Linked DNA regions of Sus scrofa: region 1 is linked to region 2. Evidence: chromatin contacts called from public HiChIP or PLAC-seq data. All regions are on one chromosome and are shown on one strand. The core of a region is the stretch at or near the end of the contact, and the rest is flanking DNA. Distances in the headings are between cores, read along the strand shown.

Region 1 (6,499 bases), core at 3,966-6,465, 580 kb after region 2:
ACTGTACCTGTTCGGATTGTTATAAAGATCATGTGAAAGATGAAGAAGGGGTGGGGGAGAGTTACCAGGAGGAAGAACCTTTGCCCCAGGAAGTAAGGGAGCTGTGCTAAAGGCACCGTCCACTTGGCTCACTGATAAGATCCTCAGAGTTTCGGTAGCTTCCGGGACCATGCAGGAGTCTTTCCTGGAGATCATAGATCCGTCCCATGGAGGGATCTTTGTATCCAGTTCCTGCTGTGGCTTTTTGGTTGCTGTCATTGGAACCTCTCCATGGGGAGTGTTTCTCTCCTCTTGTGACTCCTGGTGGTGCCCACCCCTTTGGGGTTTGGTCACCCTTCTAGTGCATACATGTGACGTGTCTGCTGGTTTGTTTCTTTGTGCCTCCAGGTGAGGAAATGCCTTCAGGCCTAGGGCTTGGTCTGTCTCTTTTCCTGCTCTTGAATTTAGTCATTTGATTCTGGAACTGGAGAAAAGGATGGGACAGCTATTTTCCTTGCCTGCCTCGTCACCCAACTTTTCCATGTTGTTACCACAGCGTCAGGTTTTTATCTAACATCTTTTCTCAAAGAATTGAACATGCAAAAACGGAGGTTTAGATTGCCCAAGGAGGTTTTGCAGGGAAGAAGGGAGTGAAGAACTCCTTGGGGATTATCTGTCTTGTCTGTATCTGTCTGTCTGTCTGTATTCGTCTACTTTCTAGGTTGTAAACGAACAAAATCTTGTGTTGCCCTTGAATCTTGGGGGCTCTTGGGAGGGTTTGCTGGGGCTCTTTTGGGATTCCGTTTTCTTGGCTGGAGTAGGAAAGCTCCATAGCTGATTTGAGAGCAGACAAAGGGGAGCCCTTGCCTGTCAGGGGCCATTCTCCTGAGGGAAAGGGATAATTATTTTCCATAAGCCGAGGTATTAAACCAAGCTCATTTGTGCTTCGATGACCAGGAGTGTGGCAGTGACATCATGCCTCACGACTGTTGTTTGTTCTCAGCCACCTCCACGTTTTGAGGTGGAGGGGCGTCCATGAGGCAGCCTGGGCTCAGGTTAGCAGTTGCTTCTGCTGCTCACTGCCTTCCCTGGAACCCTGTGATCGATCCAAAAGCTCAGCTGCTGACCCAAGTATGTACAATTGGGTTTAAACTACATATTCATGTTGACCCCGTGAAGCTGGCCTGAGCCAGATTTTTCCTCTGGCATCCACATGCAAAGAGCAAATAATCCAATTTTTCTTTCAAAATTTGAGTGAAAAAAGGGCTTTCTTTTTGACTAGTAATGGCAGCAAACTAGGCATTCTGAATACCTCAGAGAGGCTCCTACCTCAACCAAGGGGCTGCTTTTTCATAATCTCTTGAAACTCAAATGCAGCGAGCACCCCCATCCCCCAGCACACACATGCAGGCGCTCACTCTGCTGCTGAAAATGAAAGCTCTCTTTGGATGCTTGACTGTTTAATATGTAATGTGATACCTTGTCTCACAGTGACAGGGTGACAGACGGGCATTGGCTCTATAATACAGAATTACCTTTTGTGCATCTTTGCTGCAACAAAGCCAAATACATTGACTCTCCCTAATATGCTAATGCGTTTGGTGTGCTCCAGATGTTTTGGAAGCTCGGGAACAGCTTCAAAGGTCTCCTTGTTTTTCTTTCCCTTTAACCCTTCTTTAGGCATTGCTTTTGTGAAATAGAGGCATTAGATTTTCCTTTGGTTTTGTCTTCCATCGTGTGCATATAGCTCACGGGAGGCCTGGCGAAACTTCTTTGTGTCTCTAAAACATCATAAAATTATAAACACTGCCCACTCTAGTCCCTCTTTTCAGATGTTAGGAAATAATTTCCTTCTCTGTATATACATCTGTGTCCTGAAACCTGAAATCAATTGCTTAGCTGAAGGAATCTCTGGCCTCATTTGTGTTTCAGATTCCCCAGCCCCTTTATGTGGCGGGAGGGAGAAGTTCATGCACTCCCGTCTCCAGCCTCTGAGCAGGAATTCTTCTTCCTCTTGCTGCTGCTGTTCCAGGCTTAGAAAGAACCAGTTCGGGTGTATTGCCTTTGGGAAATGGGATGAAAAGCTCCTGCCTTTGGTTTCGTTGGGTTCTCAGCTTGCGAGCAGGGGCACTGCCCTTGTGGTGGCCTGTGACACGCTGCTCCTGTCAGCTGATGGTGCTGTGCCCAGGCTGCCTTTACCGCAGTGATTTGGAATTTTCAGCTCCTATTTATTGCTTTTGTGAAAGACAATAGACATGGTTTAATTTAAGTTCAGCCTGCTGAATATTAATAGAGGGGCCCGACCGCCTCGGTCAGAGACGTCTTTGGGCCATTCCGCCTCCTCTCTCACCTCCTCCTCTCCCTGACAAAGGTTTGTGTTGCTTGGGGGAGGGGTTTGGAAAAAGAAAGCCAGTTTGTGTGTTTGAAGGAGGGGATGCCATTTCATTATTTCTTGTTGACTAAAAATAATTTTGAAAATAGGTGGCAGGGCTTTGTTTGATTGGGGAAAAGGCAGCACGCGTTGGCTTGTCTGATGTCTCAGCGATGGCTCTTCTGCCCTGTGGCGATGTGTTCCGTCTTGCTGACCTGGCTTTTCTGGACCGGGCAGGCGATGCGAGTTGGATGAAAATATTCCGAATGAAAGGGGTTAGGCGGTACTCCGGGGGTGTGAACAAGGGGCGGGGTGGGGGGGAGTGTGCAAAGATGTAAAAGCCCAGGTTTATCCAACCATGGGGACTGTCTAACTGGAAATAAACGGGCGTTTTCTCTGGGCCGATGTCCAGGGTGGGCGGACTCTAATTGAAAACGTCAATCATGGGGCAGAACACGTTGGTCCCGCCCCCCTAGAAAGGCTTGGGAAAGCTGAGGTCCTTCAGTCTGCAGAACAGGCCCCCAGCCCCCTCTGTGGGGGCCCCGTTTTCCTGATCTGGAAAGTGAAGACAACCCGTGTCTCTCCCAGTTCAGGCAACCAGACATTGCTGATCCTTGGAATGCGTGCGACTTCGGTGTCCTGTGAAGACAACGGGTCTGATGAAGGCCTGGGACAGTGGACTCACCCTGAGTCCTTCACTGGAGCTCAGTCAGGCCTTAGTCTTTCAGAGCATTCATACTCATCCATTTCGCCTGACGCCTGTCAATTAAAATTCCCCCTTTTCATGTAGAACTTCATCATCCAGTTTCCCTGACTTTGTGCTTGGGTAGTTGATGTTTTCTTCTTTTTGTCTTTTTTTGGGAAGAGAGACATATCCTTGTTTTGCACTGATACCTCTTAGATGGGAATGCTTTTTCCCTCCATCATGTGTTACTTTTTAACTAGGTTTGTCATTGGCAGACTCTGGTTGCTTTGTGATCAGTTTTGTAAGCAGTTGGTTCCCTTCACAGAAGGAATGAGACAGGCTGGAATAAGGCCCCGCAGAACCTTGGGTTTGGGAGCCTTACTGCGGCTGGTGTTACACGGCAGATTGTGCAGACGTAATTGCCAGAGCTGTATGGTGTCTCAGGGCAACTAGGTTTCCTACTGGCTTGAACCTTGCTTCTCCCCCCCCATAATTGTGGATCTCCGTGTGGTCCCCAGAGCAGCCAAAGCAGCATCTGCATCGTCTGGAGCTTTGTTAAAAGAGGGACACACTGGGAGTGAGGCCCAGAGGCCCGGGTGCCCACCTGGTGATTGTGGTTCATGCTCGGGGTTGAGAGTCCCCCTGCTTTACAGCCTACCGAGGTTCTCTTGGAAGGATAAGAATGGAGCTGTCATTGACTAGCTTAACGTCCCTCTGCTAAATCATTGCTTTGCTCACTCTCTCGCGCAGTCATTAGCTGCTTCTCCCTCAGCAGATGGTCAGGATCTTGTAGCTAAGGGTTCAGCAGGCCCTTCTTCCCCGAATTCCTCTAGCTGCGCCTCGTCCTTCCTTGTTTCCTTCCCGATCCAAATACAGCGTCCACACAACCGACTCTTCTTCCCCCCTTCTTTCTGCATTGCCCCCAGCACCACGACGGTTTTGGTGGTGTTGGGTGTATTGCAGACACCAGCTTTGCTCTCCAGGTTTTGCTATTGCAGGTTTGCTCCAGGGATTTGTAATCACTGTCCTGCCCTGACACTTGCTCTTCAAGCACAGAGTTCCTTCTTCGTCTATACTGCTGACTGACACACCCAGGTGTATCTCCATCACTCCTAGAATGTAGGTTTTGTTGGATTATGTCTGGATCTCCAGTGCCTGGGCACCTGGTAGGTGTTAAGAAAATGAAGTTATATTTTCCTTGCTTCTTTCCTGCTTTATTCTCCTTGAAGTACTTAGGTGCTATTGAAAAATTTGAAATCAACCAAGAGTACATTTCTATTTTAGAGAGAAATCCCCCTTCAAAATTAATTTTATGTATGGTTCCGTAACTAGAATTTCTATATTTTGAATTTACCATCCTTTTCAAGTGTGCTGATTCACCCATCAGGTCCTCTTTTTACTCTGTGACTTAGATTATGTTTCTAATCTTTGGTTAATATGTTATGTTCTGTATCATCCTGCTCTTGGGGTGGACCACTGTGCTCCCCCCACCGCCAACTCCCCCTTTACAACAGTGCTCTAATCGAGGGCTTATCGGTACTTTATGGAGTTCCTCCTGTGGCTCAACTGGATTGGCAATGTCTCTGCACAGCTAGGACGCGGGTTTGATTCCCCAGCTCCGCACAGTGGGTTAAAGGATATCTGGCATTGCTGCAGCTGTGGTGTAGGTCGCAACTGTGTCTCGGATCTGATCTCTAGCCTAGGAACTATGTATGCTGTGGGGCAGCCAGAAGAAAGAGGAAGAGACTTTATTTCAACCACATATGTTGCGACCCTTTTCTAGAGCTGCATTAAAAAAAAAAATCTAAAACAAGTGGATAAGCTAATTTAAATGTATTTGACTCAACCTAATGATGTATTTAAAACGTCTCAGGAATTACTATAAAATTATTAAAAAATGTTAGAGTCAGTTTTCAGTAATGTTAAGTAAAAATAATTGATTTTCTTAGCCACGCTGGCCATATTTCACATGCCCAATAGCTTCATGTGACTGGTGGCCGCCGTAATGGATAGTAGCACTGCTCTCATCTTTGAAATGTTGGCCACACTTCAACCCTTAGATGCAAAGATTTCCCTACAATTACGTCTCCTGTTTCCCTCTCAGTGCACACTCCCTGCATTTTCTCTTTTCTTTGGGAAGTTGTCTGTGTTTTCATTTACATATTGTAGTCATGACTCCCAAAGCCACAAGTCTTAAGTGACAGCCATGGGGTTTTATTTACTTCATTGTATTAGGTTTCCAACCTTCGTTATTACTCATCCTCTAAAATGATGTAAAAATAGATAACTGGGGAAGTGCATGCATAAACAGGTTAAGTCCCGGGGTTTGGCTGCATTTTGTGGCATGTTCTTTCAGAAAATCTTCCCCAGTATGTAAAAGACTTTGTTTTGTATAGTGTTTGTTCTGTTAGTGTGCAACTAACAGAAGCCACTTGTGAATGGCTTCAGCCAAAGAGGGATTTAGTATAGGGACAGAAGTGCAAACAGCCTTGCCAGAAGGGTTGGGAGACAGAAAGCAGGGGATCACCCTGCCCTTTAGGCTTCACAGTGAAAATGCAGACACTGTGCTAGCATTTCTACTGATGCCCAGAGGTGCTGAGTAGACAGTGGAACGAGGGGCCGGTTGCTGTGGACACTTGTGCTGGTGCACGCCTCTCATTGATAGACCCTAAATCATGTTTGGATCCCTAGATGCAAGGACACCTGAGTGCTGGAGGACCGAGCTTTATTTCAGCTGTCACTCATTGGTGTGGCCTGACTGCTAAGCTATTTCCGTGTCACTTGGCATAGCCCTTTCTCTGCTTGGGGTACTGGGAGCACATTCTGGGGCCCTGAGATTCCCTCTTCTGCCTGGTGCCGTGTCTTCAGTCCTGGAACATCCTCACTCTTTGAGACGATCGGGTTCAAATACGGGCCTCTGTGATCTAATAGATGGCTATGAAAAGAAAGTTGTAGTCAGATGTCTAGTTAAGAACTGACAGAATGCGAACATAGTAACGAGCCTTTTTCTTGGGTGGCAGGTACCTGTTCCTGAAAGCAGTTCTGAGAAGGGTTTCAGTGTTTCTCAAGTACATATTTAGCCCCGGAAGCATAACTAGTTTGAATGGCTAATCCATGAGGTACACTTCTTCCTTCCTAACCCAGCCTTGAAAGATGTGTTGTGCTTCCGAAAGAACCCTATAGTGTATTTTTGCAATTACAAATTTCTGCTTGAATTTCTCACTGTTGAAGTTACTTTTTTGGGAGGCATTTATTTCACCCTGGTGCAAGGTCCAAAGTAGGGTGCAGCGCGGCTTACTCTTCTCCATTCTCAAGGGACACGCACCTTCTAATTCTCTTCTCTCCAGACTCTTGTGTGCCCTCATCAGCCACTGTGTAGGGTTAACTGTCATAAAGTGCTGCTTCCTGATGTCATGTGTTTAAGTGTTTGTCCCCTTTTTTCACCTGTAGGGCTCCTTGGTAAT
Region 2 (6,832 bases), core at 4,223-6,722:
CCTGAAAGTTGGTCCCCGCCCCCTCCCCCTCCCGCCCGCAGCCAGCCAGAGGCCCCCGCTGCTAAAAACACCCACCCTGAACACAAATTGGCAGGCAGGAATGCGCCCGTAGGAAGTGGAACTCAATGCAGCATTGTTTCTGCGTGAGAACTTACTCTGCCCTACTCTGAGCTGGCCTTAACAAAGAAGGATCAGGGCAGGTGTTTGGGGTTTGTTTTTTTCCCCTTCTCTTAGGTAGCCAAATCCCGGGGTTCAAGTTAACTTCCAGGACCCTGAGAATCAGGTCCAGGAGGAAATCCGAGTGTTGAGAGGCAAATGATTCCTAAAGACACAAAGTGATGATGGGTGTTTCCAGAAATCTGTGCAATGGTAATTACAGCCCTGAGTGGGAACCCTGATTTTAATTCAGGGGATTTCTTTGGGGGGGGGGCAGGGTTGGTTTTTGTTGGTTGGTTGGTCCATCCTGAGTTAATCTTTTGACCTCTGTAAGCCTGCATTTCTATACCTTAAAATAGCTCTCTTGATTGTCACACAGTCCCCGAAGTCGTTGCAAAGACAGACGACTAAGAATGATCAGAAACCACTCAGCAAACACACGGCCTTGTAACATAATAAGGGGATGACCACCGGGCAACTGAACTGACTCTCAGACACTCGACCCATATCCCTGGTTTCTTCATGAGTGAAAATAACGGAACAGTTCAAGTCCATCCTCTGAAGGCTGCCTGTTTCTAATGAAGCCCCAGGCCCACTGCAAACTTCTCACGTCTCTTGACAACTCATGGAGGTATCGCCATCAAGGCAGCCAGGGAAACGTCTAACTGAATTGCCTAGATAGTTTTGTTTCAGGTCAGAGAGTGAAGGTCCCAAGGGCCCCGTTTGTGTAGGACAGTGGGGTTTCTTCTAGAACACAAAGGTAGCTGCGGTGGTTGGTAACCTGAGGCTCATCTTTCGTCTAATTGATGGAGAGCCTTATCCTCTATTACATCTATTAAATCAACTGGTCGGGGCGGGGGGGCGTTCTCAGCTCAGAGCAATCTGAAAAGACCCTTTCGCTTTCCCATCAAAACCATCTCCACCACTCTTCTTCTAGTATCCAAATATCTCTTTTCCTTGCTTCACAGAGCTCACAGTTTAAGCAGAGTAAGCGTGTCTGTTTTCAATTCTTAACTTTTCACACACATGGCAAATGAGAGGAACTTTTGAACACTGCAATCATCTGGCTGATGAGCAAGCTGTTTTCCATTTCTGGCAACAAATACTTTTGGCTTATCTTGATGGGAAGAAAAGGGATGAAAATATACTCTGGCTGGATATCATTGATAGCATTTGTCATCTTTGCAGCTAAAAAAAATTAGCTTAGAAAAATTCTCCCTTGGTATTGCAGAAGATGGCAAAAGAATTGACATCGCCAACGAGATGCCAGCTGAACTGAATCCGTAAACAAAGTAGAACAAACACAACATCTCGTCAAGAAATGGGATGAGGGCTGGGCCGGCAGGTCTTTGGGGCCTGGACCAGGATCTCCATGGCTGACACAGTACCTTTAAGGGCTCCCTTTACACGTCGGAAACCTGTCCCCCTCTGTGTGAGTCTGCTAGGGCTTCTGCAACAAAGTTCTACAAACGGGGCAACTGAGACGACAGGTGTGGGCTGCCTCACAGCTCTGGAGGCTGGAAGTCCGAGATCAAGGTGTGGACAAGCTGGTTTCTCCCGAGGCCTCCCTCCTTTGGCTCACGGATGGCCATTGTCTCCCTGTGTCCTCACTGTGTCCTCATCTCCTCTTCTGTAAGGACCCCAGTCTTACTGGATTAGGGCCCACCCAGATGGCTTCATTTTAACCTGCTGACCTCTTTAAGACTCAATCTCCGAATACGTTCTGAGGTATCAGGGGTTAAGACTTCAACATACGAACTTGGAGGGAACCCCTTTCAGCACCCGAAGCCCTCTGAGGGACCCATTTAGCTGCCTAAGCCCAGCTCTATCTCAGCTCTGAGAGGCTCTGAGCCTGTGACCAGGACCGATCCACGCGTGAAGTGAGGAGAGTCCTGACAGGGCACCCATCTTGCCATGACTCACTCACAACAAAACATGGAGGAAGTCAGATGGACGGATAGCAGGTCTTTTGAAAGCCGGGAAGCCCATCTCACGTATTCCAGGGGCTATGAGAACTATGATGCTGCCCCTCAGAAGGATCGGAAAGACCAATAAACAGGATGACTTCCGCTTTTAAGTTGAAAGTGTTTTATGACTGCATTTTCTCACCGTCACTGACCAAGCCCATTCACCAAAGCCCTGAACAGAAGGGTTTTCCCCTCTAACTTTTAAAAACAGCAAACGGCAAAGGAATGAATCATCAAACAGGCAGAACACTCTTCCTATGACTCTTTTACCTGAGTAAAAACATTACTTCCTGAAAGCGTGAAAAAAGAGAAAAGTGGCAAGAGGTGACTAACAGGGGTGCCTGGGCTGATGCACAGAGCTTCGGGACAGCACGAACTTTGGAGGCAGGCGAGGTTACGCGATGAAAGGAAGGTGGGTGAGCACACGCCCTCAGCTCCCCCAGAGAAATAAGGCTTGAGGGGACTGTGAGTAAGAGGCTCCCCAAAAAAGATGTGTAACTGAACAGTGCCACCAACGTGCAGCAGTGGGTTGGGTATGAGGTTCTAACTACCCTGTGACACATATTCACAGAGAAACTGGGTGGCTTTATTTAAATGACAATTTCTGATTCATCACTGCCTGCTTGCGGCGCTGCTCAGCAGCAGGGCTCATGGATCAGCCCTGTTTAGTCATGAGCATGTGCTGGCCCTGCTGGGAAGTGACGGGAAGGTCAGCGACTCACGACGACCACAGAGTTCCATGGAGGGGACGCAGGGCTGCACGGTGGCCTGGGCTGTGGGTTGATTTGTGTCTCCCCAAAAAGATATGTTGAAGTCCTAGCCCCCAACACCTCTGAATGGGACCTTAATGAGAAACAGGGGCATTGCAGATGTCCTTAGCTAAGATGAGGCCATGCTCCGAGGGTGGGCCCTTAACCCAGTGCGGCCAGTACCTTAAAAGAAGAGACTGGATCTGGGCACAGAAACAGAGATATACAGGAAGAACGTCATGTGATGCTGGAACAGAGGGTGCTATAAAGCAGGGAATTTCAAGGATTGCCAGCAATTCTGAGACCCTGGAGAGGCAAGGAGGGAGTCTCACTACAGGCTTCGGAAGGAGTGTGGCCCTGCTGACACCTTGATTGCAGATCTCCAGCCGCCCAACTGAGGAAATAACTCTGTCGTTGAGTGAACCCATTCTGTTGTACGCTGTTACACGGCAGCCATAGGAAACCAAACAGCCCATCACCCATTGTGCTGACGACAACACGCTTCCCTCCACACGTGTTTCTGCTCCATGGCTTCCAAAGCAACGCTCTTCTAAAGGTCTCCACTTTTCGGATCTTGGCTTTTTTCCAATGTTCAAAAACCATACAAGACTTTCATTGGTCTCCCATTCTCTTGTGCCAACATGTTGCACAAAAACCCATTAGGTCCACGCTGGAGACAAATCTATGTGTTTTTCGGTGGGAACCTCTTCTGTAATCTTGGCTTATCACCCACCATCATGACCTCGAACACATCTGCAGGCCTTCGTGTCTGCATCATACGAAGATGGACTTGAACTACAGTAATTTCTAGTCAGAAACACTGGAGACCATTTCTTCTTCTTTTTTGTCTTTTTGCCTTTTCTAGGGCTACTCCCACAGCATATGAAGGTTCCCAGGCTAGGGTCTAATCGGAGCTGCAGCCGCCAGCCTACGCCACAGCCACAGCAACGCAGGATCCGAGCTGCGTCTGCAACCTACACCACAGCTCACGGCAACACTGGATCCTTAACCCACTGAGCAAGGCCAGGGATCCAACCTGCAACCTCATGGTTCCTAGTCGGATTCACTAACCACTGAGCCACGACGGGAACTCCATGGAGACCATTCTTGATTGGTGTTTTAGACTCCAAAGTGATGAATAAAAAAGGGAGGAAAACAGGGTAAATCTCCTTCTCCCTTGTGCTATTTCTGAGGTCTTGATCCAAAAATTAAAGGGAAGATGTTTGCTCAATAAACTGTCTAGCCAAGCAGCAACAGGAAAGAGAAAGGATATCAATTTGGAAATTCAAAGCTCCAACCATAGAGCTATGAATTAATCAACCAAAAACATTTTTTTTTTTTTTTTGGTCTTTTTTAAGGCCGCACCCATGGCATATGGAAGTTCCCAGACTAGGGGTCAAATCGGAGCTGTAGCTGCCAGCCTATGCCACAACCACAGCAACGCCAGATCCAAGCCATGTCTGTAAACTATACCACAGCTCATGGCAATGCCAGATCCTTAACCCACTGAGCAAAGCCAGGGATCGAACTTGCGTCCTCATGTCAACCACCATTTATTGATGTCTACTGAGAGCCTGAATATACAAAGGAACATTGGCCAGATCATATATAATAAAAATAGAGTTCTGACCTACACGCTGCAGTGAGCAGCCCAGAGAACCATCCATCATCTACAGTAACCAGCCCAGGAAGGCAGCCTACTCTAAATCAGGCTCACAGAAAGTCAGACTACTATCAGCAGCAACAATCCAGAAGTCAAATAATAACCCCTGTAACAACTGGCCCCAAATGGCCAGAACTCAATAACGGAGAGCTTTCCTAATTTTTGTCCCCACTTCCGTCTTCAGACAAACCAGAGAAAGTCAAATACACACTCCTCCCCCATCGCAGGGGACGCCTTGCTTCTAGCTGGCCTGCCTCCAGCTTCGCAGTGGCAATAGTGTCCAGTGGAGACACTCCTGAAGATGTCCCCTTTTCCACTATAAATCCTCCCCCTCTTCGGCCTGCCTCTGAGTCTCTGCCAGAACCTAAGTGACAGTGGCGGACGCCCTTGCTCAAGGAAGTTCTGAATAAATAACCTTTGCTCGTTCTCATTTGCTTGCACTTCATTTATCTCCACACTGCCAAATGCAAATAAATCCATGTGAGGCTCTTGGCAGGGAGGGGGAAATACAAGGAGGTGTACGACGTGGCCCTTCTGCTTCATAAACTTGAAGAAGGTTGGGCTTTGAGATAAAATGCCCCAAGAACGATGACCACAACTGAGCAAGCAATTCAGTCAGTCAGGACTCCTAAGTCTCAAATGCACGTCTAGACAATGAGCGTGGAAGTCTGGAGAAGAGGGATTACTCTGGCCTGGGAGACCCGACACGCACTGGATTCCAGCCCGCAGAAGGGAGGGATTCCGGGGAGCACGTCCCCTCGCCCACGCGGGTACTTCAACGGGACGTCTGTGGGAACAGGAAGGAGCCCTGGCAGGGACCTTGTTTGTTCCATGACTACACTGTCACTTAACGGGGGGTGATTTATGGGGAAGCCCCAAGTGAGTCAAGACCTTCCCTGAGTCACTCAGACTGCAGACGGGACAAGCTCGGCCAGCTGGTCTCTTAGTCAAGGTCACAGGGTCCCCTTCCAAATCTCGGCCCATCAAGAGCAGAGCTTTAACCCCACCCGGCAAGTGTGGACGGCCAAGCAGAGGAGCCTCTCTGAGGCTGGGGTTCTGGGGAACCCAGTCAATAGGGCCCCTCCTTCCTGCCCATGATCTGGATCAATGAGGAGGCGCAGGATACAACGGAGGTTAAAGCATCACCATTGCTCTCAAACTGACAAAGGCTTGGTTAGAGACTATGACTTCTGGTCTGCGGCTTGTTAGTACGTCCCACTGTCACCCAGCCAGTGCCAGGCAGCGGTGGAAGATAGGCGACTCTGCCACATGGGGAGCGGCCCCCAAAGCTTAAGGCCTGAAGGAGCAGAGGATGCTCACTTTCTCCAGCGGATTCCCACACGCACAGAGAGAGCGAGGGAGGAGGAAGGGAGCCGTGCGTCCTCAACGGACTCGCCGGGCACTGGGAATCATGGCTTTCGGGACCTGGGAAGGGTCACTGATAACTCAGCTCCACTTCCCAGAGGCAATGAGGCGGTCCCATAGTAAGAGAAGAGCAAGGCTGTTCTTGAAATACGGAATAAATACGGAGCAGCCTTCTGTCGCGACTCAGAACTTTTCCAGCACTAGAGAATCCAGCCAAGAGGGGACCCTGTGACAGAGAAATAGAAGAGGGGGTGGGGGCTTTCCTGGATCTATTAAGATTAAGAGCTGGGTGTTTCCCACATGAACTGGATACAGAGCCTGGGACCTAATCGCCCCCACTTGGGATTACGAACACAGATAATAGTGGAATCTGAGAGAGGTTCCCTTCTCCCCTCAGGGAACATCTACCTAAATCCTTCCTTAGGAATAAGGAATCAGAACACCCCTACCCCAAAGTCATTCTTCAGGGGATGATATGAATTTGAAAAGGCACCCAACCTTCCCCTCTGCAGTTTCCTGAAGAAGAATCGCATGGTCAGGTCAGCCCTTTGTCATGACTCCTTTGCAACTCCCACGATGACAAATTGGCCGTAGACCCAGTTTGGGAAGTGGTGGGAAAAACAGAAAGGAGAGTTGAAGGCGAGAAGAAAGAAGGGCTAGTCTTGCAAATACAAGACAAGAGGAAAAAATAGAGTGCAGCATTCTTCCAACTCCTGACTGGAATTTTCTGAGGTGCCCCTGAGGGGCCTCCCTGGGACCTTAAAGTCAGAGTTTGGTGTGTTGGCAGATACACAGAAGGGTCCATAGAAATGTAACTTCAAGTGGAAGGTGTGGAAGGACCCGAATTATTTCATTTTGTCAATGAGGGACTCCTTCATTTCCTGACCTGTTATTCTCTCTCTGTTCTGCTCCCCTTTCACATGCATTCATGC

Evidence for each region. HiChIP or PLAC-seq counts read pairs in DNA pulled down with a chosen protein or histone mark.
Region 1: a contact with region 2 is called in an H3K27ac HiChIP or PLAC-seq map of alveolar macrophages. The contact joins two enhancer-like sites. A contact is called at or near these places in 1 of 47 Hi-C or Micro-C datasets (subcutaneous adipose tissue) and 1 of 2 datasets of contacts at active chromatin or transcription factors (alveolar macrophages).

What each region holds. Positions count from the first base shown.
Region 1 is chr7:11,504,391-11,510,889 of Sscrofa11.1, forward strand. JARID2 (protein Jumonji) reads left to right here. Exons shown (of 19, transcript XM_021100205.1): 4 at 6,486-6,499. Among named protein-coding and RNA genes, the nearest start is that of JARID2, 150 kb to the left of the region's middle. Within about 2 kb of position 5,216, at least 3 of the 83 cell types and tissues checked have an H3K27ac peak or open chromatin away from gene starts, as enhancers often do. A contact at or near this core is called in alveolar macrophages, where this site is marked.
Region 2 is chr7:10,925,994-10,932,825 of Sscrofa11.1, forward strand. All of the region lies in intron 2 of LOC110261780 (a long non-coding RNA gene), which reads right to left. It overlaps LOC102163473 (a long non-coding RNA gene), which reads left to right. Exons shown (of 2, transcript XR_002346316.1): 2 at 1,125-4,964. Among named protein-coding and RNA genes, the nearest start is that of MIR9807, 170 kb to the left of the region's middle. Within about 2 kb of position 5,473, at least 12 of the 83 cell types and tissues checked have an H3K27ac peak or open chromatin away from gene starts, as enhancers often do. A contact at or near this core is called in alveolar macrophages, where this site is marked.